Linked DNA regions of Mus musculus: all the other regions are linked to region 2. A link is a contact called in public HiChIP or PLAC-seq and promoter capture Hi-C data. All regions are on one chromosome and are shown on one strand. The core of a region is the stretch at or near the end of the contact, and the rest is flanking DNA. Distances in the headings are between cores, read along the strand shown.

What was found. Promoter capture Hi-C pulls out the DNA fragments that hold promoters and counts their contacts. HiChIP or PLAC-seq counts read pairs in DNA pulled down with a chosen protein or histone mark. Capture Hi-C pulls out chosen DNA fragments and counts their contacts.
Region 1: a promoter capture Hi-C map of liver shows a contact between it and region 2, with 3 times the contacts expected there. The contact joins the promoter of Bicd1 here to the promoter of Tmtc1 in region 2. A contact is called at or near these places in 3 of 39 promoter capture datasets (erythroid cells and liver) and 1 of 115 datasets of contacts at active chromatin or transcription factors (embryonic stem cells).
Region 3: an H3K4me3 HiChIP or PLAC-seq map of embryonic stem cells shows a contact between it and region 2, with 3 times the contacts expected there. The contact joins the promoter of Dennd5b here to the promoter of Tmtc1 in region 2. A contact is called at or near these places in 3 of 39 promoter capture datasets (cranial neural crest, hippocampal neurons and pre-B cells), 12 of 484 Hi-C or Micro-C datasets (embryonic stem cells and uterus), 8 of 115 datasets of contacts at active chromatin or transcription factors (embryonic stem cells, neural tube, pancreatic cancer cells and 1 more) and 1 of 9 other capture datasets (embryonic stem cells).
Region 4: an H3K4me3 HiChIP or PLAC-seq map of embryonic stem cells shows a contact between it and region 2, with 7 read pairs. The contact joins the promoter of Resf1 here to the promoter of Tmtc1 in region 2. A contact is called at or near these places in 2 of 115 datasets of contacts at active chromatin or transcription factors (embryonic stem cells and memory CD8 T cells).
Region 5: an H3K4me3 HiChIP or PLAC-seq map of embryonic stem cells shows a contact between it and region 2, with 9 times the contacts expected there. The contact joins the enhancer-like site here to the promoter of Tmtc1 in region 2. A contact is called at or near these places in 2 of 39 promoter capture datasets (cranial neural crest and stem cell-derived epiblast-like cells), 2 of 484 Hi-C or Micro-C datasets (both in embryonic stem cells), 6 of 115 datasets of contacts at active chromatin or transcription factors (embryonic stem cells and stem cell-derived neural progenitor cells) and 1 of 9 other capture datasets (embryonic stem cells).
Region 6: a promoter capture Hi-C map of adipose tissue shows a contact between it and region 2. The contact joins the promoter of Etfbkmt here to the promoter of Tmtc1 in region 2. A contact is called at or near these places in 1 of 39 promoter capture datasets (stem cell-derived epiblast-like cells), 2 of 484 Hi-C or Micro-C datasets (both in embryonic stem cells), 3 of 115 datasets of contacts at active chromatin or transcription factors (embryonic stem cells, stem cell-derived neural progenitor cells and stem cell-derived stembryo) and 1 of 9 other capture datasets (adipose tissue).

The regions. Positions count from the first base shown.
Region 1 is chr6:149,407,714-149,410,413 of GRCm38.p6, forward strand. Bicd1 (BICD cargo adaptor 1) reads left to right here and starts at 1,271. Exons shown (of 9, transcript NM_009753.4): 1 at 1,271-1,928. The coding sequence starts at 1,716.
Region 2 is chr6:148,443,021-148,445,720 of GRCm38.p6, forward strand. It overlaps Tmtc1 (transmembrane and tetratricopeptide repeat containing 1), which reads right to left and starts at 1,332. Exons shown (of 20, transcript NM_198967.5): 1 at 881-1,332. The coding sequence starts at 1,179.
Region 3 is chr6:149,100,325-149,103,025 of GRCm38.p6, forward strand. It overlaps Dennd5b (DENN/MADD domain containing 5B), which reads right to left and starts at 1,356. Exons shown (of 21, transcript NM_177192.3): 1 at 859-1,356. The coding sequence starts at 985.
Region 4 is chr6:149,308,124-149,310,823 of GRCm38.p6, forward strand. It overlaps Resf1 (retroelement silencing factor 1), which reads left to right and starts at 1,291. Exons shown (of 5, transcript NM_026054.3): 1 at 1,291-1,781; 2 at 2,199-2,254.
Region 5 is chr6:148,991,601-148,994,300 of GRCm38.p6, forward strand. It overlaps Dennd5b (DENN/MADD domain containing 5B), which reads right to left. Exons shown (of 21, transcript NM_177192.3): 21 at 1-2,289. The coding sequence ends at 2,106. Among named protein-coding and RNA genes, the nearest start is that of Gm25539, 26 kb to the left of the region's middle. Within about 2 kb of position 1,336, at least 58 of the 459 cell types and tissues checked have an H3K27ac peak or open chromatin away from gene starts, as enhancers often do. A contact at or near this core is called in embryonic stem cells and stem cell-derived epiblast-like cells, where this site is marked.
Region 6 is chr6:149,140,158-149,142,864 of GRCm38.p6, forward strand. Etfbkmt (electron transfer flavoprotein beta subunit lysine methyltransferase) reads left to right here and starts at 1,356. Exons shown (of 5, transcript NM_001252095.1): 1 at 1,356-1,547; 2 at 2,449-2,558.

The sequences.
Region 1 (2,700 bases), core at 21-2,520, 960 kb after region 2:
TGACTTGTAATGTAAATGTCTGATATGAGACCTTTGTGAAAGGATTGTTCAAGCCCTGAAGGGGTTTCTACCCACAGGTTGAGAACCACTGGCCTAGAGACTTACTGAGCACCTGCAGATGTTATACAACAATTTCCTCCCAGATAGAACAGTTCATCTTAACAGAATTTCAATATACAGGATGTTCTAAAGAGAAGTAAAACATTCCATCCTTCTAGGAAGCTCTTAAACCCAGGAAGTAAACAACTCAAAGGCTTCCGTAAATTCATGAAACTAATGAGATTCACTCCTTCCCCAAGGATATATAATCAGGAAAGCAGGCCGAGAGTTGGGACAGACATGCTTAGCTACCTAGGAGAGACACAAATCACCAGAGCTATGTGAAACAGACAGTCTCCAACCTACTGAGCTGCTTTCAAGTTGTGTAGTATGGTTCAGGTTTTCCAGTGTCTATGATCTGTCACCCCTGGGGTGGGCTTTTGGTGATGTAGATATTTTTGAGTCATTTCTGTTTCTGTAAATAACCCCTCACTTATATTCCTTTAAATATTATTTCAATAAAACCCGTTGGTTCATCAAGTTGGACTGTGGTGGTAGCCTTACTGGGGTGAATAGATATTTGTTCACATCTCTCCAGTAATTACGTTATGCAGTAAGGTAGTATGATGAACTAAGTGCACAGAGGCTTAGGTTGGGGGACAGCAAAGTTCTCTGGTAGAGTGTTAGGTGGACTAGACCAAATTAGACAGAGTCTGAGAAAGGAGGAAGGACTCCCAAGGTACATCTATCAAGCTTTGGAAAAGCAGCATTCTTGAAAGCACTAGCTCTGTTTGTTTTCTGTGGGCTCACTGCACTCCAGTAGGCTTCGAATTCCCACCTCAGAAAACTTAGCCCGTTGGAGGCCTTCTTAGTGTTCTGATCTTTCAGACACCAATCACCCTTTCCAACACCCTTGCCCTTTCTTCAGCTGCCCTGGCTTCCTCAGTCTAGCATCTCTTCTCAGATGCAGTCCTCTTCCATCCCCCAGCCTCCTTAGCCTCCACTTCTCTTTAAGACACCCATTTTCCTCAGCCTTCATTCCGCCTCAGCGCGGTTCCCCCTCCTCAGCCCTCCGTAGTCTCCCATCATTCCTCAGCTAGTTCTGGGTCCCTCTGCCCTCATCCCTCTTCAGCAGTCGGCTGTGCTGCGCTGCGAGGCTCGGTGGGGTTTTGGATTTGCTCCTCCCCTTCCCTACCTCCCTGCATTCTGAGTGGCTGAGAGGAAGAGGACCAGTTGGAGTCCGCATCTGTGTGCACTGGCTGCCGCAGGGCCCAGCAAGCAGGTGGAGCTCAGCCTCCCACGGAGCATTGGGCGGTGGACCGCAGTGACGCGGCCTGAGACATGGCGGCCACGCGCCTCTGAGGCCGCAGAACCGGAGTCTCTTGCTGCGCGAGTTGCCCCTTGGCCATGCAGCTTGGCTGCTGACTGCCCCGGCGCGTGGCCCGGAGGATCCCGGCTGCGGTCATCACCTTGCAGTCTCCATGCTGCAGGGTATATTCCTCCCATATTCCATGTATTCCTCCTCAGTGCTTCCGGCCGTGTAGCCGCAGCTGCCGGCCGGGCCTCAGGGCGCTCTACCTATTATTCATCAGGCACTTTTCTTTTCCATTTTTATTTTCATTCCTATTTGCTTCTCCTTTTCCCTTCTGCTTTGCGTCTATCTCCGCCACCCCGCTATGGCCGCAGAGGAGGCGCTGAAGACGGTAGACCAATATAAGACTGAAATAGAGAGACTGACCAAGGAGCTCACAGAAACGACCCATGAGAAGATCCAGGCTGCAGAGTATGGGCTGGTGGTGCTGGAGGAGAAACTGACTCTCAAGCAACAGTATGACGAGCTGGAGGCCGAGTATGACGGCCTCAAACAAGAGCTGGAGCAGCTCAGAGAGGTGAGCAACCCGTCTCCTATTTCCCTCTCCAGGTTTGGCATTTCTCAGTGCCAGTCATCACTGTAAAGAAGTCAGAAGGGATATGGCCAGAAGGACTTCATCTTAGAGCCCTTTGTTGATAAGAGAATATTGAAAGAGTCCATTGTTTTCACCAATAGAAAAATTACCCAAGAAATGAATGCATAAGCTGGAATGGGAAGCTCTTTATTATGTGGGGGAGGGAGAGTCACAAGAAGTCTTCAGGCATCCGTGCTGGCAGGTAACATTGAATTGGGTTGAAATGCATAAATCAAACTTCTCAAACTGCTGTTATTTCAAACCCAGATATCAATGACCATAATCCATCCAATTGATGAGGTTTGTGCCTGAGGACCTACAATTTCAGGATGGTAGAATTTGGTACTTCAGTCGTCTGCTGAGTAATTGCTCCTTGGTGAAATAGGAACTAGTTATTAGGACTCACCAGTCCCGTTTGACGTTGGCTTTAGTCCTTGTCATGGGGCTGTAGGAGCAAAACAACTTTGCTGGGTGGTTTTGCTGCCCTTAATTTCACCTCTGTGCAAGGCTGGGCTATGCTTATGTCTTATAGAAGGCACCCTGAGACTGAGGAAAATCAAAATCATCTCCATATGGTGAGACATGAGAAAGAAATGTAAAATATATGGATATCTATGCCTTGCCTATCAAATATGGCCCTTCAGGTTGAAATTACTGTATTTATAAAATCAGAATATCACCAATGTTCTGTGAATAACATTTCCCCCCCTATTTT
Region 2 (2,700 bases), core at 82-2,581:
TAGCTCCTACCTGGAACACCCACAGCATAGCAGCTTCAGGAGCATCGTAGGCCACCTGGTCCGGTCCCTTTATTCCTCATCTGCCCAGCAGTACAACCTCCCTGGAGAAGCTGACAACTTGGAGCATCGCCACCCTCTGGAACCCGCTAATCGCGGGTAGGAAAAGCTCCAGCGAGAAGTCTGCCATCCTTGAAGCCCCGGGGGACATAGCAGGCAGAACTCGGTCCCAACTCCGCAGCCAGGAAGCGCGGGAGAACCTAGGTTTAGCTGGGAAGATATAGGGCAGAGCAGAGATCTCCCCGAGTAGCGCGGAGAGTACCCAAAACAGAGCCAGAAGAAAACGATGTAGTGCTTCAGAACCTGAGCAAAGCCTTGAGAACCTTAAGCTGTCCCGGGTAATGACCAGAGGTAGAGCCAGGTGGATTCAGGACTAAGCCTGGAGCAATAGGATCAGAGTCCGACCCGAGAGAACCCAGCCAGAGCAACGAGATCTCGGGGCAGAGCGGAGAGAACCTCGTTCAGAGAAAATCTGGGGCTGCGCTGACAGAATACTAGAGTTGTGAGGGCCTGGGACAGACCCTGGAGAACACTTAAGATAGAATCAGGAGCGCCAAGCATAGAGCCCAGAGGACCTGGGGCAGAGATTGGAGAACGGAACAGGGCAGAGATGCAAAGCGTAGAACCTAGAGGACCAGACTGAACAGCCAGAACACAAGATAAATCCAGGAGGATCTGGCTGATGACTAAAAGACCAGGGGTAGAACTGAGAGAAAGGGGAGAACAACCTAGAGGAGGTACCGAGGGACCTGTCAGAAGTGTCCCCGCCGTACCATCCCTTCTCCAAGGAGAGGCGTCTAGACCCCAGGACGCACAGGCTCACCTGAAGGACAGCACGCACAGTGGCCGATAGGACTTGTGGCTGGTGCTGTCCGCCAGGCCCTTGCCCCAGAAGTCGTTAGCGAAGATGGCCCAGCGCAGCGGTGTCCCGGGCCGCACGTCGGGGTTGTTCACGATCGCCCACACATCGTCGTGTACAAACTCGCCCCGCAGCGAGCGGCCGTAGCAAAGGCAGCTGGCCCCAGCTAGCAGCGCCGCGGCCCCCGCTGGAACCAGCCCGCAGCGCGGGCGCCGCGAGGGCGCGCGCTCCCCGCCGCCGCGGTCCCCGCGGGTCACCAGCATCGCACCGCCCGCACGGCCGCTCCCGCGCAGCGCGCATCCTCCCCGGCCGGGACCCGGGCGCGCAGCGGCCTGCTTGGCTCAGGCATCGCACGCCCACTGTCCCCGCCCGGGCGCCCGGTGCTCTGCCGCCGCGGTGGCCCAGCTGCAAATAAACAGCGATCCCCCCGCCTCCCCGGGCCATCGCCGCCGCCTCCGCCCACTCTGCGCATGCCCGCTTGCGCGCCTCCGCCTCCTGGATCCTGGGACCTGAGGTCCCCAACACCTGGCCTCTACCAGCTGGCGCTGAGTCCGGGACAGCCAGAGCGCGCAGGTTTAGCGGGTCGCCGCAGGGCTTGAGGGGACACGCGGGAAGGCCACCCAGGGTCCCACCGGGTACGCCCAACTGCTTTCCCAGACCAGTCCCCAGCCGGTCTCAGCTGCGGAGGGGCAGGTCCCCGCCGCCTCCCGGCCGCAAATCGGCAGGCTTGTCAGGTACTCAGTCTGGACCCGGACACCCTCTCTCCCTGGAGGCGTGAGCGATTCGAAACCAGCTGGACAGATGGGGGACAAGCTCCAGCACCCGCAGGGCTTAAAGTCTTCCAAGGTGCTATGCCCCAGTCCTGGGAACGCAACGCGCGCAGCAGTCCTTTCCCCAAAGCCCAGGGGTGCATCCCCGGCTGTGAACTGCCTCCTTGCTGTTTCTGCTGCTGCTTATAATAAGCCCGGTTTTGATTTTTATTTCCGTATGGGAAGCTCTTCCTTTTGTTTTTCCCTTAAACTCTTAAGCAATGAAGGAGGCGCTGAACACATTACTTCTGGCTTTCTTTTGGTTTTGGTTTTGAGACCCTGCCTTAGGCTGACATTCAGGCAGTCCTGGGCATTGGCTACAGAAGCCAGGCTGATCTCGAATCCTAGAGTACCCCCTACCTCAGCTGCCCAGGCCCAGCTACTTTACCTGCTATTTTACTGGTTGGATCTCTTGGGAATAATTATTGTCTCCTGGGAGACTGCCTTGACCCTTAAATACAAATTAAAACTATGGACTGCCTTGGCATTGCCTCTGGCTCAGAAACTTCCTGTCTTTCTCGAAACTGTTCTACTTTTGAATGCCAATCACAACAAATAAATGAGGTATTCCAGAAAAACACTGACTTCCCCTAATACTGAAAAGCCCCGTTGGTTCTTTCAGGCCACTTGTGAATGGACATGGCTTTATTACTGAAATTAACTGAGACTTCATACATCCAGACCCCAAACCTCAAAATAAAGTCGTCATTAAAACAAACAAAAGCCAAACAACATCAAACTTTTGACAAGAAAGAAAAGAAACTTGAAATGGAAAGGAGAATTTGTTCTTTGAGCCTCCCGATGGCTCCTTAAATTTAAACACCAGAGCACTTAATGCAGCAGTTCCCAAATTAACAGGGACATAGTCCAAGACAGGATCCATTCTTGCCTCTTTTGATGTTTTGTTTATTGTTGGTTTTTCTTGGTGAATCAAAATTGGTGAGAGAGGAGCAAAGCTGAAATCTTGTGTCCCAA
Region 3 (2,701 bases), core at 106-2,605, 660 kb after region 2:
AGCACTGACACAAATAAAGTTCTGGTGGTAGGCGTTATGTGTCTCACCCTTACCAAAAAAAAAAAAAAAAAAAAAAATCACAATTCAGATTCCAAGGAGGAAAGCGGAATGAAAAATTCAGTCAGTCATTTCTCCCCGGCCTGCTTTCTACATTTCGCATTCCCCGGTCCCTACCATCCTTCAACTGCCCGGGTTCCCAGGGTACGTTCCCCAGCTCAGTCCCGCACTGCGTCACCAAACCCGTCAAATGGGGGCCATGCTCCTCCAGTGACACCTCGGCAGTGATTCACGGCGCGCCCCTCTTGGGGAGGATTGTCCAACTACATCAACTCAGGAACCAGGCAGGGGTATCAACAAAGCATCAGGCCGCAACCCAAGCGTCCAAAGGTCCTCGCTAGCTCGCGGCACTGGCACTGCCAAATCCACAGGATTCCAAAGGGTGACTCGCTCGTCATCGCAGAACCAGGGGGAGGGGTGGCGCCGACCCAGAGCGGTCGGGGTCGATCCCGCTGGGCCTCCTGCCCGAGCGGACCTCACCGTAGCCCCGCGGTCCCGACTCCTTCATGGAGCTGCCGACCACCGCATCCGCCGCCAGGGCCAAACTTCACGAACCACTGCACAGCCCGGTCCCGCGCACCATGAGCCACCCGCGAGCAGCGGAGGGTCGGGCCCTCTGGGGACCCGCGCCGGTTACAAGGACCCAACACCCAGGGGCTTAGCCAGAGCGCGGAATTAACAACAATGTCATTATGTCGCCCACGAGTGCCCATCTAGCCGGAGCGCGGCTATAGCCGCCGACTTTTTGTCTGGAGCCCGCACCTCGCCTCCCTAGCGCCTCCAAAGCCAGCCCGGCCTTACCCGCCAGCTCGTCGGGCTCCAGCCCGCTGTCCGCATCGATCCCGCACAGCACGAAGTAGTGCGCGAAGCGACAGGCGGCCGGGGAGGACCCCGAGCCCGGGCCCGGCGCCGCGCTGCTACCGCTCATCCCGCCGCGCTGCCGGTGCGACCGTCGCTGGGGTTCGCGGAGGAGGCTCTCCGGCGTGAACCGATGAGAAGCCTCGCTGAGAAGCGTCGCAGGCTTCCCTCGCGGAGGAGGCCACCGCGGCGCTCCGACTGCGGTCTCCGCCGCGACCCTAGGACGAGCCCGGCGCGCCCATGGCCGCGCAATCGCCGCGGCCGGGATCCTTCTAGACGCTGGTACCGAGGAAGCGGCCTCGGGCTCGCGCGCGGACCGGAGGGCGGGCGGGATTCCGCCGCGGCGGGGGAGGGGCGCGCAGGGGGAGTGTCAGCTAGGGAGGCCCGCGCCGCCGCGGCTGCGCCCGCTGGAGCGCAGCGTCTGGCGCCCGCGGGTCAACTGAACCGCGCTGCGCGACGGGAGCGCCCGCAGAGCTCGGTGGCGCGCGGTTCGGGGCGCGCACCAGTGAGCTCGGAGGATCGGGGGCGCGTCTGGGTGCGTGCCCACCCGCGGTAATATTGAGGAAACCTCTCTTGCACGGTGCAGCCCCCAACAGTCGGTTGAGCACGAGCCGCAGAGCAGGATCGTATCTTCCAGAGAGGATGTCGCCCAACCCAACCTAAACAATAACGTAGCTTTGGAAAAGGGAGACAGCACGCTGAGGTCATTTCCCACAACGTCTGTACCGTATTTTTAAACTGTCATGCAGATGCTTAAACCATTTTAAGATCCTAGTCCCCGGCAGGACGTGGTGACTCACATCTATAATTCCAGCACTCCTGTGACTGAGGCAGGAGGATCCGGAGTTGGAGATGAGCCTCTCTACCTAGTGAGACTCCATCTCAACACACACAAAAATGAGGAGGGTAAATAACAACCTGGGTAATTGACTCTTAGCTTCTATCGTACCTTCCAATAATCTTCCGGAACCCTTGAAATGACTTCTCTTACCATTTTAGCTGGATTGTACTTGGGATGGGGAGTATTTATGCTTCCTGGTTCATTCTTTCCAGTATCTATAGAACCTTGGGTCCCACTTGACCTGCCATTTATATTTTAGTGAAGGAAAGAATGATGATAATCTAGGTAGTATCAGGATGGTGCTACTGGGAAAATAACCAACTTTGAAATCTGTAATGTATATGGACATTTAATGTTATGCAATTATTGCTTCTATTATACAGAGTACACATAAAAATATTTTACTGAGTATTTCTATTTTTGTTGGTGGCTTCTTGCAGGATGTTAGATTCTAAGCTAGTCAAATATAGCAGAAAACTGATTTATTGTTTGTGCTAATCAAGAAACATGCTTTCTGTTCATTTGAGCAGTAACTGATTTATAAAATTGTAAACAGTAATGATTTAGTTTTGTTTTATTAACATATATAGAATACTGTATTTAATCATGACATTTCCATACATGTACTTTCTTGTTTTGTTTTTTGAGACAGGGTTTCTTTGTGTGACAGCTCTCGCTGTCCTAGAACTCTATTTGTAGACCAGGCTGGCCTCAAACACACAGAGATCCTCCTGCCTCTGCCTTCTCAGTGCTGGGATTAAAGGCATGTGCCACCACAACCCAGCTTCATGTACATATTTTGATCATATCTTTTTATAACCTTCTTGTACCCCCTGTCCCACCCCATTCCCTCTGATCTCCTTCCTTTTCACACCAACTCCTTCTGCTTTCATTTCTTTAACCTTTTTGGTGATCAAATAAGTTCACCAAACTTATTTTAATTTT
Region 4 (2,700 bases), core at 41-2,540, 870 kb after region 2:
CCTTCATGTTCACCACCCATGTACCACCCTCTGTAGAAATCATAGTTTTAGGGGTCAAAATGAACCGACCAAGTCTACAGCTGCCAAAACAAGATTAGCAGTTCTCAGAAAAATAACAGTTCTCGGAAAAAGTCTCCTGCCCCACCTCGCACTAAATTCCGAGAAAAAACACAAACTGACCTTCTTGCCAGAATTCCCTGAAACATTAGTAGCTGACCAATGAGTTTTAAAATATACTGCTGCTTTGCTGACCCATCATAATATGGCTGTCCAACCCTCCACAAAATGTATAAAGGAACTATGCTTTCTGAGCTCTGGGGTTGACCCTCCCTGCGACGTGTCAGAACAATAAACCTCTTGCCATTGCAGCGATCTGTTGTCAAGTTGTGTTTTTGGGCTTGCGCACCCAGGGTAAAGCCTCGGAGGTCTTACACCTCCATTCCTTACCTAGGACCAATCAGCTTAAAAGTTAGCTGATAATACTTTGCCTAGTAAGCCTACTGCTTCCCTTCTTGCCCATTAAATGTTTTGTTATTTTCCCTATAAAAAGCCTACCCTGAGAGCAGACTAGGAATATAATTATGTTTCTGAGTTCTTTTTGCAGTCCTGAAGGTTTATTAATAGGGTAAGTGTTCAGTAAGTTGCTTAACTGGATCACTGTTCATATACTTTTGTTAGTATATGAACATGAATCTCTGAAGAATGATATCCCAGACTCAAATACTATGCAACAGCAAACAGCATTTATTGAACAAATTCCTGCACTCAGGAGCCCAATTCCATCAGGCCAATTCACTCTTTTCAGTTTGTGTGGCGATTCCTGAACCCCAACAATATATTTCCACTGGCCCTTGACGTTTCACTCCAGAAGCCCTTGTAGAAATATAGTTTTAGCAGTCAAAATGACCAGACCAAGTCTAAAGCTGCGAAAACAAGATTAGCAGTTCTCGGAGAAATAACTATAACAAATAATAACAGTTCTCCTGTCCCGCCTCGCACTAAATTCCAAGAAAAACCACAAATTGCTCTGACCTTGCTGCCAGAATTCCCCCGCGACATTGGTAGCTGACCAATGAGTTTAAAAATATTCTGCTGATTTGCTGACCCATCATAATATGATTGTAAGGCCTGGGGGTCTTACACCCTCAGGTGATTCTCATATAAATTCTAGGTGCAAGGCTGAGCTTTTTTCTCCCCTCAGACTGTAGAAGGCACACCTGCCCGGCACTAGGACCGCGGCCCTGGTGCAAGCGCTCGGGGGCGGAGTGGGGACCCAGCTGGACCCGCCCCAACGAAGGCTGCCACCAAACCTCTGCGCGCTCTGCGCTTGGCAGAGGCCTCGTCCCTTGCTATTGGCGTGTAAGCACCCGCCGGGCGGCAGGTCTGCTTCGGATCGGGCTTTTGTTCGGCCCCCTGGGCTCGGGGCTGGGTTTTCGCCACCTCTGTCCCGGCGGAGGGGCGCCGCCCGGGTCCTCGCTGTACCGCGGGGTCGCTGCGCGCCGGGCGGGCGCGGTCTGAGGTTGTTGGCCCGAGAAGCAGGCGGGCTTGTTGCAGCTAAGCGTCCCTTCCGGTTTCGGAAGGAGAAGCAGAGCTTTGTTTTGTTTTTCGGTTTCTTTCTGTCTCGGTCTTCCGCTCCTTGGCCCCCCTGCGACCCAGCGGAATTGCCTTGCGCTCCGCCTTCGAGCGCCCAGGCCTGTGTGAGCGCCGCGGCCCGCAGCATCTTGGAATCTGTTTGCATTTGTGGTACTTAAGAGTGCCTTCCTAGAAAAATGGAAAAACAGGTAAAGTGGGTGAGCTGGCTTGCATTTCAGTAGGCCAACTACAGAACTTGCGTGGGGATTTAAATTGTCTGCTGGGTGTGTTACAGTTAAGGGGAATCTTAAGTTTGTTTCTTGTTACCATTCAGATATACTAAGGTCTTAGTTATTGCTCCACTCAGCCCCCATCAGGTTCTCTTTTATCAGTCCACTAAAATTACTAAAGAAGTATTTTTGCTTTGGTATTAAAGGGCAGTAGTGGACTTGGAGAAGCCCGCTTGAATTCTAGTGGCAGGGAATATTTTGAGAGTAGCCTAATTCAGTAGTTTTGTTTTTAGCACAATTGAAATAAATTCAGTAAACTTAGTATGGTCTCAATGACACTGTAAGGGAAATGTACTAGACCTTAACTCTTGCTTTCTTGTTTCTTGATTTTCATAGAATTAGAGGCGTGAATACCTTGTGGAAGAGATTAAAAGGTAAAATTGTATTTACAGGTAAGTTTGCCTTTTATAAAGCCTATCCTGGTTCTACTGGATGACTATTTGCATTGTACCGTGGACTAACTTATTTTAGAATAAAGAGTATCATTGAATCAACACTAGTTAAACCTACAGAACTTGCCTAGCATGTGCTTGCCTTCAATTTTTGCATTTGGGAGACCAAGTCAGACAGATCTTTGAGTTAAAGGCTAGCCTAATCTACATACCAAATTTCAGTTTAGCTAGGACTGCATAGTGAAAGACTCAAAAAACTATCACCAAACAAAACTGTCACAGATCCAATGGGACACAGTAGATTTGATGGCAAAGCTTAAGAAATAATGTTGTTGGTATGGTACTTAACAATTTTATTTTTTGCCTTCATGAGATAGAGGAGAGATGATTTTTGCATTTTTTGTTTTGTTTTGAATTTTGGCAGTGTTCGAGATAGAACTCAGCCA
Region 5 (2,700 bases), core at 86-2,585, 550 kb after region 2:
ATCTGTACAGTTGACTGAAGATTCAACAGAAGAAATGATCCTGAGTAAGAATGTCTCCGAGGTTGGTTTCATGCTCTCGGGTGTGGTAAAAAGCATAAATTCTAACCCTTGTGTTGTCAAGGGGGAGAGGGCAAGAATACAAAGTCTTTGATTTGAAGTGTCCTATTTTCACCTATAAAATGAAGAGGCTGTACTTGCTGTTGGGACTCAACTGTGGAACACTGACTTAAAAGTCCACCAAGCGCTCAGCATCAGGATGGCCCCATGGGAAAAGACAGCAATAAAACCCTGGGATGGACTGTATCTTAATTTGTGGATGTTTCCTATAGTAAGTAGATTGGTCTCTAGAATACTCTCATTCTACTATAAACACCCTTATTCTAAGTAAACAAACCACTGGGTTACACAGGTCATCTAGAGACATGTTCTAAGCCCTTTCTTTCCATGGGTGTGTAAATGTATCCTCAGCAACCCTTTTCTTCAGAGTTTCTGATAAAGGGCATGAGGTACTTGATCTATTAGTCCCTTCCTCCAGTAAACAGGAAAACAGCACTGCTGGCAAGAGCCCAGGGCCCTGAGATTGCACACGGATCCTGAGAGGCCATGGCTTGGGTTTTCAGCTACAACAGGGAATAAAACCTGGAGCTCTGCCGAGGCAATTTTGCTACTAACAAGGTATCGGTGCCTAATTAGAGTTCCGAAACTTACTCACCAAAAGATAAAGATTTATGTAGTTGCTAACATTTGCTTAACAAAAAAATAAATAAGCTATCAAACTAGAAAGGTTTCAGGAGTTCCTAAATTGTCTCTTGAGTCAAATTCACTCCTCAGTCTGCCACAGTGGCTTTTAACTTCTCTGGGACAATTGCTTTACATTTCCCTGAAACACCCAGAAAGGCTTCATTCTTTCTCTCAGCTTCTGTTATTTGCATTATCATGGTCAACAAATACCTTCACAAAAGCATTCCAAATCACACTGAGACCTCCTCCTTCTCCCACATTCCTTTTATTTCCTGAGAGGGGGGATGGGGCGGACAGAGGGAGTGGCTGGAACCTAACAAAGACTGGGCTGGTAGTTTAGCTCCACTTAAAGAGTTTAGATGGCCAAGTTAAAAGTCACACTGTTTCTTACAGTTATGGCTATATGATTGATACTAAAATTCATTATCTCAAAAGCCCTATCAAAGAACAGTAATAAAAATTCCAAGAACGAAGCCTCCAGGCTAATCTTTCAAAAGTAAAGAAGTTAAAGTCCCATGCTTCTCAGGGCTTCTTGTGTTTGCTTTCCAATTAGCCAAGCTCTTGGGATCTGGTATTTGCGCTCTCTCTCTCTCTCTCTCTCTCTCTCTCTCTCTCTCTCTCTCTCTCTGTTGAGATAGGGTCTTGCTATGTAGCTCTGTCTGGTCTGCAACTCAGATGCACCTGCCCCTGCCTCCCTAGTGCTGGGAGTGCGCCACTATGCCTTGCTGGGGTCTGATATTTAAAATACTTTAATTATCTTTTCCTTATGCCAATGAAAAACGTTCCCAAAAACTAAAAAAATTACTCATAATTCAAATGTATTAAATGGTTTATAACTTAAAAGGTACAATGAGGACTGCTGTACACTATGTAAAGCTGTATACATTCACCACACACAGGATGGGACTCCAGGAGGGATGGCTGCTTCAGGACAAAGCATTCTGGTTCCTTTGTGAGACCTGGAGGGAAAAAGAAGCCTTCCTGGGTTGCACTATGTACACATTTACTGGCTTCTTCCTGACTAGCACCGCTTTCCCCACCCCCAACATTTTTAAACTACTTATTTTAAGTCACAGGGATATTCAATCTAAGAAAAGTATCTTATTAGAGTAATATAATTTCTTAAAGATAGCATATTTACACACTTCTAACACATGAAAATACTCTATTTTATACTAAATTTCAGGTTCAAATGAACTACAATACAGCACTTTGCCTTGTCTGCAGAGTGGAGACTGTTCAAACTGGGGCTTCCAGTGCACTGCCCCGGCAGTGCTCACTATGGTCAGACCGGTCCAGATAGGTCCCCATAGTTACGGAAGCTTCAGGAGCCAGGGGTAGATGAAGAGTTTCTGCCGGCTGCTTTACACATCCACTCCTTTGATTAGTGATCCTTCCAAGACTATGGTGAAATCCTGAATGGTCTGAAGAATTCGGATAAGGGAGTTGACAGTCATGTGGTCTCGAAGCAGTGCATTCTCTTCATACATTCGGGTGATGGCAGGACATTCTGCTAGCAATGGAATCCACTGTGGAAGCAGGTGATCCCTACAGACCAAACAGACACAGGACTTGAGCTCTAACAGATACAGTGTAACTGGCTCCCCCTTGTGTCTTTCCCTTTAATTATCAGCCTGTTGAAACAATACAATTCAATCCTGTTCCTCAAAACCCTAGGATGATTGGGTGTATATATTTCTCTCTCTCTTCCCAATATGGGCACATGGAATAAATCTCTCTTCTGCTTCTCACTATGCATTTTATTTTTCTTAAAGATTTATTTTATTTATATGAGTACACTGTAGCTGTCTTCAGACATACCAGAAGAGGGAATCAGATCTCATTATAGATGGTTGTGAGCCACCATATGGTTGCAGGGAACTGAACTCAGGACCTTTGGAAGAGCAGTCAGTGCTCTTAACCACTGAGCCATCTCACCAGCCCCTCGTCATTATGCTT
Region 6 (2,707 bases), core at 106-2,605, 700 kb after region 2:
ACTGCCAGTCTCCGATTTTTAAAAATTCCTCCAACCCTCCCAACCCCCCATTTTTGAGATAGGATCTCACTAGGTCTGGGACTTGCTATGTAGATCAGGTTGGCCCTTATCTTACAGAGCTTCACCTACCTATACTGGCTAAATTCTGGGATTTGAAGCACATGTCACTACATCTGGAACTTTAAATTTTTCATTTTTAATTATGTGTGTCTGGGTATGTCTTCGTACATGAGTACGAAGTACCCAAGTAGGCCAGAGATATCAGATCTCCTGGAGCTGGGATCACAGGAATTGTGAACCACCCTATATGGGTCTGAGAAGAGAACTCAGATCCTAGGCAAGCACTATACATGTTCAACCACTGAGCATTTCTCTGGCCGCTAAATACAGATTTCTAAAGTTTGTATTACATGTATGTATTCTGGTGTGTGTGTGTGTGTGTGTTGGGGGTGATAGTCAGAGGACAGTTCTTCTTTCCTTCTACCATGTAGGTCCTGAGAAACTCAGGTTGTTAGGCTTGGCAGTGGGCCTCTACTCATTGAGCCACCTAGATAGAGTCCAGGTTTTGTTTCCCTTCCCTTCCCTCCCCTCCCTTCTCCTCTCCTTCCCTCCCTTTTCCCTTTCCCTTTCCCTTTTTCCCTTTCCCTTTCCTTTTGAGACCGTGTCTCATCTATCCCAGGCTAACTTCTAACTTGCTGAGTATGACCTTGAACCATCCTCTCCTAAGTGCTAGAATTAGAGATGGATCCCAGGGTCTCATGCTATATAAACATTCATAATAACTGAGTTACATCCCCAAGCCCCAAATCAGATTTTGACCAGGCATCTGAAGAACATTTTTCAATTTGTAAATTTAGATACAGCAACATGGTTTGCCATTTTCTTAGTTTGGGATGTTTTTCTTTCTTGTACATCATAGCAGATTTTCGGTAATGAAGGTGAAATGGGTTAATTTTGAAGTCTTGAGTTGAGGGGCCAGTGGAAAATTTAGTCATTAGAAAGTTGGATATAATAGATCCTGAACCTACAGGCTGAAAACAGTCTTACGTGTGACTTTATAATTATGACACACCGCAACTGAATGTCATAAAACTTTACTTGCCACTCCAGGTTCATACTCTTAACAGTATGCTTGGCATACAGTGCTAGCAGCATAAGTCCAGCAAGAGGTTTTAGAAATCAGAATTCGCAGACATGGCTCACACGAGTTGTGCAATTGCGCTTCATTCAGGTCTATAGGGTCTGACCTGAGGAGTCGCCAGGTTAGGGCTTCGGCGTTCCCAGTTGCCTTGGGAACCGAGGGACATCCAAAACAAAACACAGTTCGAAAGAGGGCGGAGCCGGTGCGTAAGCCCTTCGGTCCGGGCGGCCCCGCGTTCCGCGTCTCATTGGTTCCAAATTTCGCCGCCTTCACGTACCCACTACGCTGTGTAGTTAGAGCCACGGGCTCAGTCTTCCTCTCCCGAAAAAGGAGACCTACCGTACTTGTTTTTTTTTTTCTCCTGCACGTGAAGGGCGAGTTCCACTTGCTGATCGAATAAAGTCAGGTAAGGCCACAAGGACTGCACTACCCTTTAAAGTAGACTCCTGTCCTTTGTTTTGGAGGAAAGTAACGTGGTCACAACATTGTTTGGAGTTTAACCTTTTTGTTTGCTTGGCACAGAGTCTCAGGTTGTAGTCTCTGGGCTGCAATGTAGCCTAGACTGTTTCGAGTTAGAGGCAGCCCTGCCTTACTTAGCTTCCCAAGTAATGAAATTAGAGAAATGCCCTGCACTGTTTGCTTGTTTACGTACTTTATCTGTGTGTGCACGTGCGCCTGTGGAGGCCAGAATGTGTCTCCAGAAGCTAAGACATTGGAATCTGTGGACCTGTAGAAGAAAAGCAGCTCTCTTAATACCCGAGCCTTCTTTCTAGGCGGTTGGTTAGTTGGTTGGTTCGGTTCGTTTATTCGTTCATCCATCCATCCGGTCTGTCTGTCTGTCTTTTTGTAAAGTAGTAGTACAGGGAGGCAGTCCTACAGTGGGCAGATAGGAAGAGGGGCCATGGATGGGTAATAAAGGTGGAAAACTTTAAAGATGGTTGGCTTTTCCTCACCCACCTGACCCAAGACCAAAAAAAAAAAAGCCTGGCAATTTAAAAAGCCTTGTAGCTTTTTCTCCTTCCCATGCTGATGGCCTGGTTCAAAAAGTTCAAAGCCAGATCAGGGCAGTTTTTCAACCATTTTCTCATTCTTCAAAGTGACTCACACTAAATTAGGGGAGGAAACCTCTTCAGAGACTTCAAAATCAAAAACAACCCGTCCCCCCAATTCTCAAGAAGGGACTATTTTCAGCTACCCTCTGCTTTGCCGAGGAGGGGCTTTTTCTCTGCGTTTGCTGCATGTGTGTGTTTCTTTACCCCAATAAAAGCATTTCTTCAACATCTGATTCTGTCTGCTTCTGTCTTCAGGTTTTGATATTTCTCCACTGCTACCTGTTGAGCTCAGAAGTTTTTAAACTCTTGGCAGAGAAAACTGAATCCAATCAAGAACCTTTAGACAGTAATGCCAGTTCAATCAGGTATTACCGAGTACACAGACAGGGCTGACTTGAATTCTTATCATTGTTTCCTTTTTCCATGGAGATCTGCCTGCCTCTGCCTCCCAAGTGCTCAGATTAAAGGCCAGGAGTTTACTATTGTGCCCAGCCTGATGTCATTCCAGTAACAT